Regions from separate parts of the Hordeum vulgare genome. Here region 2 is linked to region 1. A link is a contact called in public Hi-C data. All regions are on one chromosome and are shown on one strand. Each heading gives the region's core, a stretch centred on a gene start, on an enhancer-like site or on the middle of the called end of the contact. The rest is flanking DNA. Distances are from core to core; before and after follow the strand shown. Region 1 has its middle 220 kb from the start of LOC123443211. Region 2 holds the start of LOC123439662 (ethylene-responsive transcription factor CRF1-like).

Region 1 (6,728 bases), core at 1,144-3,643:
AAAACATCATATAAAGCATCCAAGAATGATAATATAATAGCATGGAACAATCAAAAAATTAAAAATATGTTGGAGTCGTATCATTGTACCCCCCCCTCGAGATTGATGTTATACGAGACGTTGGCTATGCGAGTGACCACCATGACGGTTCCTCCACCTCCGGGCCCAGCGGGGCTATGTATATCTCCATCATCACCTCCTCCGGCTCCATCGCGATGGTGGACGACAAATAGGCAGGGACTAGGGTGCGTAGCAGCATCAATCGAAGCGGAGATAGTGAGGAAATGACAAACTTTTGAGTGACGACATTGCGTAAATGTCTAAATGTGCAGGCTCCGCCTGGCTTTTGTGTGCGCACAAAGTAGCGAAGTCTGACATTGCAGCTCTCTGGACCAGTGTGTGGTTGTTCGACGAACGGTACTGAAGAACACAAGTCAGACAATGTGGTCCATACGTTTACAAACGGTTTGATGCACCCAAGAAGATGCACTAAGTGCATCTCCAAGGCGGACCCACTAACCTCCCGCAAGTTGCGGACCCCGCGGTCCGAACCACGGAAGTCATCCAACGCACTCCTTTATCGGTCCGCGAGGCGGTCCGGACACGATTTCTTCCGTAAACCGGAGACAAATATGGAGAGGTTTGTGGGAGTCTGGACCGCTACTTCACCCAATTCTGACCACCCTGGCTGACCAAAAACCCCTCCCCCTTCGATCGCTCTTCTACCCGGCGCGAGCTGCCTGCATTCATGTCGTTGTAGAGCAGCATCTCCCCATTGAAGAGCGGACACGACCTCTCACTAGCGCCAGCATTGAATTGGCTCGTCGGCCGAGGGCACCGCCCGCGACCCGTCTCCCGTGTTTGTGCCTATTCAATGCCAAAGACGCGTGACTAGACGAGACGGACGGATATCTACCACATCCGTTCAATGCCCCGCCCGTCCGTACGTGGTTGTTAAGAAGGCTTGCAGACCGAGAAACCCACTCCGGCGTCCCGCCTTAATGCATTGCCTCATGGGAATCCACTATTTAAAGGGTGCCCACACACGTCTATGTCCACAACACATTACATCCACTTCACATCCTCCTCGTTTCCTCTACATCCGCCATGACCGCCAACAGGAAAGCATTGCGGGACAGTCTGTCATCGGAGATCAAGCACGGGGTGGCCGCCATTGCCGCCGCGTCGCAGAGCCATCGTGCCAAGCGGATCATGGTCGGCTTGCCGGCCAGATCGGCCGAGGTCTCCGACGACGACACCATGATGGAGACGGACTCCGATGACACCGCCCCGACTCCCTCGCCTCCTATGCACTCCGGCTACATCATGACGCAGATGCAGGCGCACTACAATGCCGCAATGGCGCAGGGGCAGCCTGCTCCGGCGCGTACGTCGGCGTTACAGCAAGCGCTGGAGCAACATCGACTAGTGTTTGGTCATATTGACGGAAGCGCGCGAGCAAAGACGAAGTGGCGGCCATGGTCGCGATGAACCCGAACTTAGACGCGGAGCAGCGTGCCATCTACGATGCCATCCGCGCTCAAGCCGACGCTCGCGAGGAAGCGGCCGCCGCGGAGGCCTAGTTCTAGGCGATCTCGGAAGTGGAAAACGCGAGCTGCGCCTCTTACGCGCCGTCGTCGAACCCCGAGACGGCCCGATTGAACGACGAAAGCCAAGGCGTCACCATTTCCCTTGTGGACCTCATGTCCACCGACGACAGACAAGGGGTAGACTCCTACGAGGATGAGTAGGCCACGGGAGGCGGCATGGCTTAGTGTATCATGTGGGCCATTTTGTCTCCCTTGTTCTACTCTTCCTAGCAAGAGACCACACCTTCACTTCATCAGTCTTATCGTCAATGCTCATGAAAACGACGGATGGAGGACGACACGGGCTTGGACGCCGGGCACCGTCGTCATTGGATAGGTTTAGGGGTGGTTCTTGTTTTGTCCTAAATGTAATCCGCCGTGTTTATATGAAATACGTCATGTTTGCAGAAAATTCAGCCACGTTTGCTCGAATTTCGTTTGACTGGTTCGAGTTATTGTCAAAATGTATACGGTATCATTTGATGTCGTTTCCTCGCATCCGTATCCACACACTGGTTTTCCTGTTTACGGACCAATGGGAAAGAAAATCTACGAGTTGCCGTCGGAGATGTCCTAAGCGTGTACTGCCAAGACACATGTACGAGTAAGATTTAACGGGGGGGCATTCAATTGAAGTTGCCGGACACCGCTGCTCGATCCCACATTCAACGAGCGTATCCGGGTCGCAGGATCGAGAGCAGGAACAAAGCCGGTACAATGACGCAGCTATAATAAATCGTGACATGCGGGCGCTGTCCGTGGACCACGCGGCATCTGCCAGTTGACTAACCTGAGGCTGGCGGCGGGGCCCACGTGCTGTGGGTGACTCCTCCCGACACCACACCATCTGCTCCACTACCTCCACACTACACCACTGCTTGCAAAAAGTATTGGCCGCGTCACCGTGCGCATCTACGAAACGGAATCCCCGAATAGTATAGATAGAGTTGTCAACTTGCAAGTGCACTATAGTTTGGAAAAAAAGACGTCGAGCAAATAGATTGTGCATTGAACTGGTCGTTTTGCCTACACAACGTGCGCATGCATGCCCAGTTGACGTGCAAACGTCGGGTTCATATGCTCAGCTCGTGCCACGGATTAGTGTCCCCGTCCGTGCTTAATACGACGACGCTCGCACGCATGGAGGCTCGCGCGCGCGTATACTATATAAACGGCACCGGCACGAATCGTGTCCTCGAGCCCTTCGTCCAGGCGTCCGGCACCGCACCGCATTGCACGTACTCTACGGCGGGTTTCCGATCGATGCACGCGGCCAACTGCGGCGCGCGCACATGTCGTCTGACCCGAAAGGCTCGTCGTTGTCGTGGGTATGCGTTTGTGACGTGGCGCAAAGTTCTCGTGGGATCGCCGTGTTATTTGTTCCCTTGCTCGCTTCAGACCATACCTATACTTCCTTTCTGGCTTTCTGCCATGTTCGATGGCATTGGATTTCAAGAGTTTAGGAGGATTAAAGATTATGATTTTCTGCTACATGGACTATTTGACTCGCGGGATTACAAAACATTTAAAAAAAAAAGTATTACCTCCGGCCTCTGCATAAGTACAATGCATACGGTCCTTTTATTAAAACAAACAAACGGATCATGGTTCAACATAGTCTTCGACAAAGCAGTAAAGAAGCAAAAGTAAAGCAAAACGTGCCACAATCGGCAAAACAGGCCAAGATGTCTTACCATCTATACTATTACTGGACCTTCATACAAACCGGTCAAAGATATCCCGCGCTATCATCTCCCATCGGATAGACCCAGTAACCAAAGCTCCCTGATTTCCGCAGGAATGAGTAAAGACCATGTACGGATCAATGTCACAGCTTTGTGAAGTACGTGCAAAAAACGTATATGCGTATGTCTGTCAAAAACCACATCATTCCTATACTTCCATATAGCCCAAAAAAGTGCACAAACTTCAATACGAATGTGTCTAGCAATAATCATATCAACTTCATCTAGCCACGTTTCAAATAACGTGTCAATGCTATCCGGAGGTACAATGTTGAAGGCTATACGAACTGTGTGCCAAAGAACTCTCGCAAGTGAAGATTTGAGAAAGAGGTGTGCCATGTTCTAATCGTTATCACACAAGCTACATCGAGTACTCCCCCCCCCCCCAATTACGTTTAGCCAAATTATCCTAAGTTAGAATCACCTTCTTGTGCACAAACCACACGAAGACCTTGATCCTTAAGGGTACCTTGACTCTTCAAATATTAATGGATTTTGGGATATTAGTCGTGTTAATAAGATTCAGATACATTGATTTGATCGTAAATATTCCGTTATTTGTAAGCTTCCAATGAACCGTATCAGGTTCCTGTGATAACTGGATATCCATGAGCCTCCTGACAAGGTGGAGCCAATCCGTCCAGCGATGGCCTATCAATGATCGTCTGAATTGGATATTTAAAGGATTTGACTCAAGTATTGTGGCTATGTACGCATCCTTGCATTGCACAATATTGTAGAGAGCTGGATATTGAACGGCCAAAGGCATCTCCCCAACCACAAATCCTCCCAGAATCTCATACTCTCACCATTTTGCAATAATAAATTTGGTTCTATGGAAGAAGGTTGACCTTACTCTCATCAATCCCTTCCAGAATGGTGAATCATTGACTCTGACTTTTACCTGGGATAAGGTTTTAGAATGTAGGTACTTATTATGCAAAATTTGTACCCACATGCCTTCTATCTCTACCGAAAGTCTGAATAGCCACTTACTTAGCAGGCATCTATTCTTTACCTCTAAATTCTCAATTTCGAGACCTTCTTGGTCTTTGGGTCTACAAATAATATCCTATCTAGTTAACCTATATTTCTTTCTGTCATCATCACTCTTCCAAAAGAATCTGGATCGATCGAAATCCAACCTTTTGCGTACCCCTATGGGTACCTCAAAGAAGGATAGAAGGAACATCGACATACTCGTAAGTACCGAGTTTATCGGAATTAATCTTCCCCCATATGAGAGCAGCTTGCCCTTTCAGCAGCTTAGCTTTTTCTCAAATCGAACCTCGCTGCTTTTCCACTCACTATTGGAAAGCTTGCGATGGTGAATAGGTATGCCTAGATAACTGAACGGTAGGCTCCCCATTTCACAGCCGAACAATTGTTTGTAAGTGTTTTGTTCATCTTTGGCTTTCCCAAAATAAAAAAACTCACTCTTATGAAAATTGATTTTCAAGCCCAACAGTTGTTCGAAGATGGAGAGTATAAGCTTCATATTCCTGGCTTTTGCTATATCATGTTCCATAAACAGGATAGTATCATCAGCATATTGCAGGATAGACATGCCACCATCCACCAGATGTGGCACCAGTCCACCTACCTGGCCTCCTTGTTTAGCCCTTCCTATTAGAATTGTCAACATGTCTGCAACTATGTTGAAGAGGATGGGTGACATTGGATCTCCCTGCCTCAGACCTTTGAAATTTTGGAAAAAATGGCCAATGTCATCATTGACTTTGATTCCAACACTCCATTTTTGTACGAATGATTCAACATGATTCCTCCATATTTCATGGAACCCCTTCATATGTAATGCCTGTTGTAGGAATGGCCATTTGACCTTATCATATGCCTTCTCGAAATCAGCCTTGAACATAACCCCATCTAGTTTCTTCGAGTGAATTTCATGCAGTATTTCATGCAGGACCACCACACCCTCCAGTATGTTCTTGTCCGGCATGAAAGTCGTCTAACAAGGTTGCACTACCTGATGTGCAATCTGTGTCAACCTATTCGTTCTTACCTTTGTAAAGATTTTGAAGCTGACATTCAGAAGGCAAATAGGTATAAATTGTTCTATACGCACTGCACCCTCCTTCTTTGGCAACAGTGTCATTGTTCCGAAATTTAGGTGGCATAACTGTAAGTTTCCGTCAAATAAGTCTTGGAACATAGGTAGGAAGTCACCTTTGATAATGTGCCAACACTTTTTGTAAAACTCAGCCGGAAACCCATCTGGGCCTCGTGCCTTATTATTTTTCATTTATGATATGGCTTCAAACACCTCTTTCTCCGTGCTCGGTTAATAACTCATTCTCGTCCGTCCCGAACTAAGGTATGTCACCGACCATGTGTTCATTCATGGATACAAAATTGTCTTCAGGAGCCCCGAAGAGGTTTTTTCTAGTAATCAGAGATGTACAATTTCAAATTCTCGTGTCCAACAATTGTACCCTCATCTTGCTCGAGTTGATGTATTTTTTTCTTTCTATGATTTCCATTAGCTATCAAATGGAAGTATTGTGTATTGTCATCACCTTGCACAACCTGGCGAACTTTTTCCCTAAGTGCCCACTTCAACTCCTCCTCTCCGAGTAGTTGTTTTAGCTTCAGTTCAACCTCCGTTTTTAATGACCTCTCATTGTCATCTAATAATGAATTTTTGGCTTTTATGTCTAGCGTATTTATAAGTTCGAGAAGACTTTGTTTCTCTTTCTTATAAATTCCACTTTCATGCTTCTCCCATCCCCGTAAGAATTGACGTATGTGTCTTATCTTATTTTGCCACCACTCAACGTTGGAGGTACCTCCCGTGTCCATGGCCCATTCCCTGGCTGCGAGGTCCACGAAACCCTCTCATTCAAGCCAGCCTAACTCGAAAGAGAAGAGGTTTTAATTCCCCACATGTTTTGCCTCCTCTGAGTCCACAAACAATGGGGTGTGATCGGATATAGCTGTGGGCAGAGCGCGAACTATGGCATGAGGGAACTTCTGCTCCCAATCCACACTCGCGAGAACCCGGTCCAACTTCTCAAAAGTTGGATTAGGTAGATTGTTCGCCCAAGTAATTTTTCTACCTGATAGCTCAATTTCTCGCAGATCAAGGCTTTCGATGATAAAGTTAAACATAAATGACCATCCGCCGTCAAAGTTCTCATTGTTTTTCTCATCTCGTCTTCTGATGATATTAAAGTCTCCACCAACTAAAATTGGCAACCCCTCATCCCCACAAATCTGGACAAGGTCAGCCAAGAAGTCTCTCTTGAGCTCAGGATGGGCCGCCCCGTATACTGCTACCAGGGCCCATTGGAACCCATCCACCTTTGATCGAACTCTAAATTTGACGGCAAAGTCCCCAAACACTATGTTCCAGACTTCTAGCGTATTGCAC
Region 2 (6,728 bases), core at 1,728-4,227, 560 kb before region 1:
ACACAAAGGAAACATGCCATCTTTTCATGTATCCTTCCTTCCTTCCTGCCCTTCTCCCTTCCCTTGATCACCAAAGCCCCGGTGGCGGTGGCCACGTACGTACTCCCTCCGTTTCGAAATATAAGACCTTTTAAAATTTTAACTATATACTACATACGAAGTAAAATGAGTGAATCTACACTCTAAAATATGATTACATACATCTATATGTAGTATATAATAGAATCTCTAAAAGTTCTTATTTAAGAACGGAGGGAGTACATGCGACATGCCCGCTTCGCTTCGGTCTTTTTCCTTCATCATAATAATAATAACCAGGAGAGGAGAGGAAAAGAATTAAGTGAGCAGCAAGCTTCCGTTTCGATTTGCAAAATCACTCGGCCTTTACTAGTAGTAGTATTTCCGTTGTCGTGGGGGTGGTGGAGGGCCCTGAATAGAAAGGCGCATGCATAGTCAAAAAGGCCCACGGTAAAAGATAGATTTGCCGGGGGGGGGGGGGGGGGGGGGGGGGCGACGCCCACGCTCACGCTCGCGCCCACCAGTCGCTCTGCTGCAGCGCACGCAGCGGCGCAGTACGCCCTGCCCGCCCTGCGCTGCGCTTCCCACGAGACGAGAAAAGAGGGCAAGTTTAACAACCCCCAAGCCAGCTTTTGTTTTTCCTAATCCCCCGCTCCCTTTTGTCAGGCGCTCATGCCGTCCGACTCTTGACCGCCGCGCCGAGCCCAAGGGGCCAAGGAGCCAGCCGCCGATCCGCTCTCTCCTCTCCTTGCTTCTCTGGTTTACAGCCCAAGACACGGGAAGCTACCCGCCAATCTCGTACCAGCAAATCCAACTTAATTTCCAGAGTTAAAAAAAGGCAAGCAAAATCTCGCGGTATATACGATGCGAGGCGCCAGCGAATTCCCGGAAATAATGCAGTTAATGTTGGGTGGTAAATAATTCCACTGCTGTGCCTGGGCTGCCCGCCTCCTGCCCTCCCTGCCCCCACATTTAATTGCGCGACGACCGACGCCTCGTAACGGAGGCGAGCAAATCGCGGCCCGTATCGGGAACCGACGCTTGCTCCAAACATCGCCGGCCGCCGGCCGGACGGGCGCGTCGTTTCATTGCTACGTACTCGCTAGCTGCTCGCACGTTACGGTCCAACGTACTAGCACCAGTGATACATACACACCCGGGTCTTTTCTCATCTTACTTCTCCTCTTCGCCTTTCATTCATTCATTCATTGACATAAATATAAATATATACGGAAATGTTCAACTCATAACTCGATGATACTGTTGCTAATTACTGATAACTTGGCTCCAGAGCTGGTTACAAAACCAGCGATGAAGGGACTAATGACAGCCATCTCATTCTTTCAGACTCTCGTCTAAACCCCGGCGAGGCTTCCCTCTGCCGGGGATTGTTTGGCGGCAGGCAGCTACACAGGCGAATCATAAAACCATACTCTCTTTCTCTCTCTCTCTCTCTCCTCTCTCTAGAAAAGAAAAGCCAAAAAAGAAAAGAAAAACGAACGAATGCAAACAAAATTGACCGAATTAGGCGCCTAATCCGGTGTTTTACACTTGTTCCGCTAGATGACGGGGAGGGGATCGATTTGGAACAGGTCGGTGATGTCTTGGAAGAACTCGTCCGCCTGCTGCAACGCCGCCGGAGACGGCGGGCAAGGCTGGAAGGCCGACGACGAGCAGTCGCTGGTGAACGCGAAGGCCGGCTCCGGGAGGTTGGACAGGAAGTCCATCGGCGGCTCCGCGAAGTCGGAGAGGAGGTCGAAGTCGCTGTAGAGCGGCGCCAGCTCGCCCGCGAAGTCGTCGCCGGAGAACGAGCAGCCGAAGACGCCGCTCGACTCGTCGGTCTCGGCGGTGCTGGAAGACGACGACGGCTTCTTGGCGGTGTCGCCGTCCACTGCGGCGGGCAAGGTGGACTGAGGGAAGGAGCGGAGGACGGAGGTCGGGGACGCCGCGGCGACGTGGGACTCCTCGCACGAGTCGTACGAGGTGGCCGAGGTGGAGGAGTTCTTGGAACCCGCCGGTGGCTGTGGAAGGCGCTCGGCGACCTCCGCCGGGACCTCCATGTCCTCGCCGTCCTCGGACTGCTGGAAGTTGACGGTGGCGTCGGGGCCGCGCAGCTTGATGGCGGCAGAGTCGTAGACCTTGGCGGCCTCCTCGGCGGTGTCGAAGGTGCCGAGCCACACCCGGACGCGTCGCCACGGGTCGCGGATCTCCGCCGCGTACTTGCCCCACGGACGGCGCCGCACGCCGCGGAACCGCCGCTCGCCGCCGGCCTCGGCCTTCCTCTTCCTGACGGGAACCATGACCCTCGGCCTCGTCGCCGTCGCGGTCGCCGACGCGGCCTTGGCGACCGGCGCCGACTCCTCCACCTTAACCTGGACAGCGGGCTGCAGACGGATCTCCTGGACGTAGCGCTTGACGCGGCGGCGCTCGCCGTCCTCCTCATCGCTCGAGGAATCGGTGGCGTCGAAGTCATCGCAGAAGACCCGCACCATCTTGGGCTGCTCGACGCCGCCACCAAACCCCTCCATCCCCGTGGCCGACGCCGCCAGCGACCGGGACGTCACCTCGACGTGCTCGGTCCTCTTCACCGCCATGAAGAACTCCTCCTCCATGGGCCACATCGAGGAAAGGAAGAAACAAAAACTCTCCCTAAAACTCCACTCGCATTTGCCTGCGCCCCAGACACGGCCTACCTAAAACCCCACAAGAATCCCCCTAAAACCCGAGGCAGGAAGTGCAAAGGCACCACCGCCGGCGAACCCCCGGCCCGGAGGAGGGGAGGAGAGAGGGAGGCGAAAAGCAGAGGGCTTTTGGCCTGGGATGAGGAGGGGATGCGACGGGGTTTCGTTGAGATTTTTTGGGGGCGGAGAGGGGGAGGGGGAGGGTGATGAAGAAGGAAGGGGGAAGGGAATGGAGTTGCTGCTCTCGATGGGTGCGTGCGGCGTCCTGTTGGTTTGATGCTCCTGGCTCGGAACACATCGGCGGTCCTGCCTTTATAGGATCGCGCAAGCCCATTTCCGGAAAACCGGACCTTTTTTTTAGTTTTTTTATTCGCCCCTGTTTTCTTCCTTTTATATTTCCCGTCCTGCCTTTCGTGTCACCTTTCTTTCCTGCTCCTCCCTTCCGTTTTTCCTTCTCCTGGTAGAAAGAAAGGAGAAAGAAACGCGAATCGGAATCGATTTTTTCGACCGTAATTTTTAGAAGGTGAGTAAATGCGTTGCCTGGCTTACAGCAGTAGAGTAGGATTCTCACTGGCGGCTGGACATTTTACGGAGGCAGTAATTCTGCCGGACCCGCGTATAACTGGCGATCCAGCGAAGAGGTCATAGGTTCCACGGCTAGTAGCGGCTCAGCGTTTTCGCTGGGCCCAACCCGTCAGGGGAGTAAAGGGTGTCCAATTCTGTCAAGCGGCCACTCGACTGGCCTGGACGCGGCCCCATCTGTCAGCGGGCTTGCGGTAGGGGGTCACGTGAGCTGGGTTTTTTTATTATTATTGTACCCAAATCATTCCAGACGAGCGGCATACCCACCATGTTTACGTGGAAGGTAAATTGGGGAGTATCTTCGTTTCTCAAAAGAAGAGGGGAATTCTTGGAAAGAGGATGATGTCATATTGTCATTCATAGTTTTCATTGGAGATTTTCTTGCCTCGTTTCCTCTTTCTGCTGATAGGCTACTTGGTTGCCAAGGCAAAGAAAAGGGTGCCTATCCTCATTTCAATTGTGAACTTCGAAATAGGGGCACTTGTTGCACGTGGGATCATGATCATGACACGTTGAAACAAGTGCTGTTGGATGCTCCCTCCATTCCTAAATATCAATCTTAGTAGACATCTCACTATAGTCTGCATACGAATGCATATAGACATTTTAAATATAAATCTTTAAAATAACTTATATTTAAAAAAGAGGGAGTAGCATTACCATCGGGTTTTTGTGTGATATGTACTCCCTCCGTTTCTAAATATAAGACATTTTAGAAATTCTACAATGGACTACATACGGAGCAAAATAAGTGAAACTATACTCTAAAATATATCTATATACATTTGTATGTAGGTCATAGTGTAATCTCTAAAAGGTCTTATATTTAGGAACGGAGGAAGTATTGCCCATTCTTCACGATGTCTTGTTCTTAGATAGACATCCAAGAAGTGTTAAGCACTAGCGGGCTTCATATGACGTGCAAGCTAGAAATATGCTAATACAATTGGAAAATTTACTTGCAACTTTGCTCATGGTCATGGACATACTTTGATTACTTATGTGGTCAATATATTTTGGGGGTATCATTTTTTTAGTCACGGGTCTATAATTAGCGGTTGCCATGGTTGTGAATATGGATTCAATTTTGAGAAGTGATTCAAATTCCCGGTGACCGCTTCCTCGTCATGACTATATGCATAGTAGTTGGTCTAGCCGAAAATTAGGGTGGCACGGGCGGGGGCGTGTCGATCGGTACACCGTAATGAAGTTACCAAGCAACACAGTACTATGCCCCCACATGAACATTTGACAACGGTCAACATGATGATTTAAAAAATGCTTAAGATGTAAAGAAATTATTTAGCCAAATCATTACTATGTTTTGTTAAATACAGCTATGAGTTTGTTTTGTACTACGAAGAATTGACACAAATCATTTTCGGCCGTTGAAGGGTCGAACTAGGCGACAAGTACAGTTCGGCTCTATAATGGCACCAATTACAATTCGAAATAACTAGGGCCGTCAGATAATAATGCAAGATGCGAGAATTGCGTGAGGACAGCTGAGTACACATTTAAAACAACGGTACTACAGGTATGCCAATGGGTCGTGACAGTTCATTTTTGGCCGATGAATGATTGAACTATCGACAAATATAGTTTGACTATATGATGGCATCCATTACAACTTCAAATAAAACAAGACCGTAAGCGGTCCACGAGGATAAGTGAGTAAAAATGAAGAAAATTTATGGTACTGTCATGGATCATGACAAATCATTTTCGACCGATGAACGCTCCAACTACCGACAAATTTAGTTTAACTCTATTATGACATCAGTTACAACTTCAAATAACTAGAGACCGTGAAACAATAATTAAAGGCCGTGAAAGCTGCATGAGGACAACTGAGTAAAATGAAACAACATGAGAATAAAACAACTTGAAAAATAAAGATGTGCATGTGGCATTGTTCATCATGGCTTGATGAGTTGTTCGAAAAGTGATGAAGGGAAGGTTAGTAAATTGGCATACATATTGACTTACTTTTTACTAATTTGAAATAAGAAGTTTTAATCGAGCAATTTTCAACAAGATACCATGATACACAATTATTGTGTGAAGTGAGATATGTATGATATTTGATTCTCGATGGAGTCACTGGTTTGGCTTGGGACCTATCAAGAAAGGAATGCAAATGAAAACAAAAGGTTGTCAAGAGGACTGATATTTATGGACATGATAGCCCTTGGAGCCAAAAAACAACTAAGGTGATAAGAGTGCACATATTGTATGAGGAAAGAACAAGGAAAGAGGTCGAAGATTTTCATGCGGTGGTCACATCTAAACATGGGACGGTGGTGATGCCACATTAAGATGGAGTCATACCCAAACAACAAGTTCCTCGGGACTACCATAACCCAAGAAGGATCAGATCACAAACTCACAAGGTTCAGCTAATGGAGAATGATGTTTGATTGGATGAACAATGTTGTTCAAATGTTAAAGATAAAGAGGTTTCGAAAGAAAAGAACTTGTGTGGCTGAAGAGAATGAAGAAGAGTAAAATAAATAGGTTGGTGATCTTGAGATGTTGACCTAACACATGATGAGCCCCAAGGACGAGGAGGAAGAAATTGACTCGAATATTTTGAAACCAAATTCATAAAGCTTATGATAATTTAAATAAGAAAGGGTATGGAAATCAAGGGAAAGTACATGCCAATGTTGGGGCTATCACTAATAATGTTATAAGGTGTGATAGGATCAAAGGCTAAGATATGTGGACATGACAACCTTTGCAATGCAGATGCACGCATCTAAAAACAACATTTAACATATACGTGATGTTAATGCTTGTGTATGTTTGATGATGAGATGATGTATATGTAAGTGCATCTAGTGCCCCTTAGTGATTTTGGTGGTTTGAAGACTTATAGGTTAAGTATCTAATGTGTTTATGAGTGTACACAGGATCTATAAGTCATTGAAGGAGTTTGAGATATTTGAAGAATATCGACCCCTAAAAATATATGTCTTCAGTTGAAGAAATTGGTCTGAAGCTGAAGAAATGAATCGCGAGGAATCTGCGATGAAATTGATATTCCTCATGAAGATACTGATATTGAGAAGTCCGATGTGTCGTGAAGAAAATCACTCTGAAGAATTTGAAGCATGAAGAATTACACTTTCTGTTTTATTTTCTTCGCATTTGAGTCATAGGAACACCGTACTGTTAAAGGGGGTCAAAGTTACAGTATGGAATGAATTTCCTCATGATGCTCAACCCAAGCCCAATCCTACCAAAAGCCTCAAGTGAGGAATACGAGTGACATGAGGACTCTCACAGTTGAGGGTTCCGACCGTTTCGATAGCCACGCCAAGTCATTGGTCTTATCCACTCCAACGGTCATATTATTTAAGGGCATTAGTGTCAAATCATGTCGGGATGCTCCCAGGCTATAAATAGCCACCCCCCACAACCACTAGCTGGTTGGCTGCTCCG

Evidence for each region. A called contact is a pair of places that touch in the nucleus more often than the background predicts.
Region 2: a contact with region 1 is called in a Hi-C map of leaf, with 2.6 times the contacts expected there. The contact joins the promoter of LOC123439662 here to the enhancer-like site in region 1. A contact is called at or near these places in 1 of 6 Hi-C or Micro-C datasets (leaf) and 1 of 1 datasets of contacts at active chromatin or transcription factors (embryo).

What each region holds. Positions count from the first base shown.
Region 1 is chr3H:123,682,801-123,689,528 of MorexV3_pseudomolecules_assembly, reverse strand. No RefSeq gene overlaps it. Among protein-coding and RNA genes, the nearest start is that of LOC123443211, 220 kb to the right of the region's middle. Within about 2 kb of position 2,393, at least 3 of the 3 cell types and tissues checked have open chromatin away from gene starts, as enhancers often do. A contact at or near this core is called in leaf, where this site is marked.
Region 2 is chr3H:124,242,091-124,248,818 of MorexV3_pseudomolecules_assembly, reverse strand. LOC123439662 (ethylene-responsive transcription factor CRF1-like) reads right to left here and starts at 2,977. Exons shown (of 1, transcript XM_045116352.1): 1 at 1,257-2,977. The coding sequence starts at 2,639. The coding sequence ends at 1,578.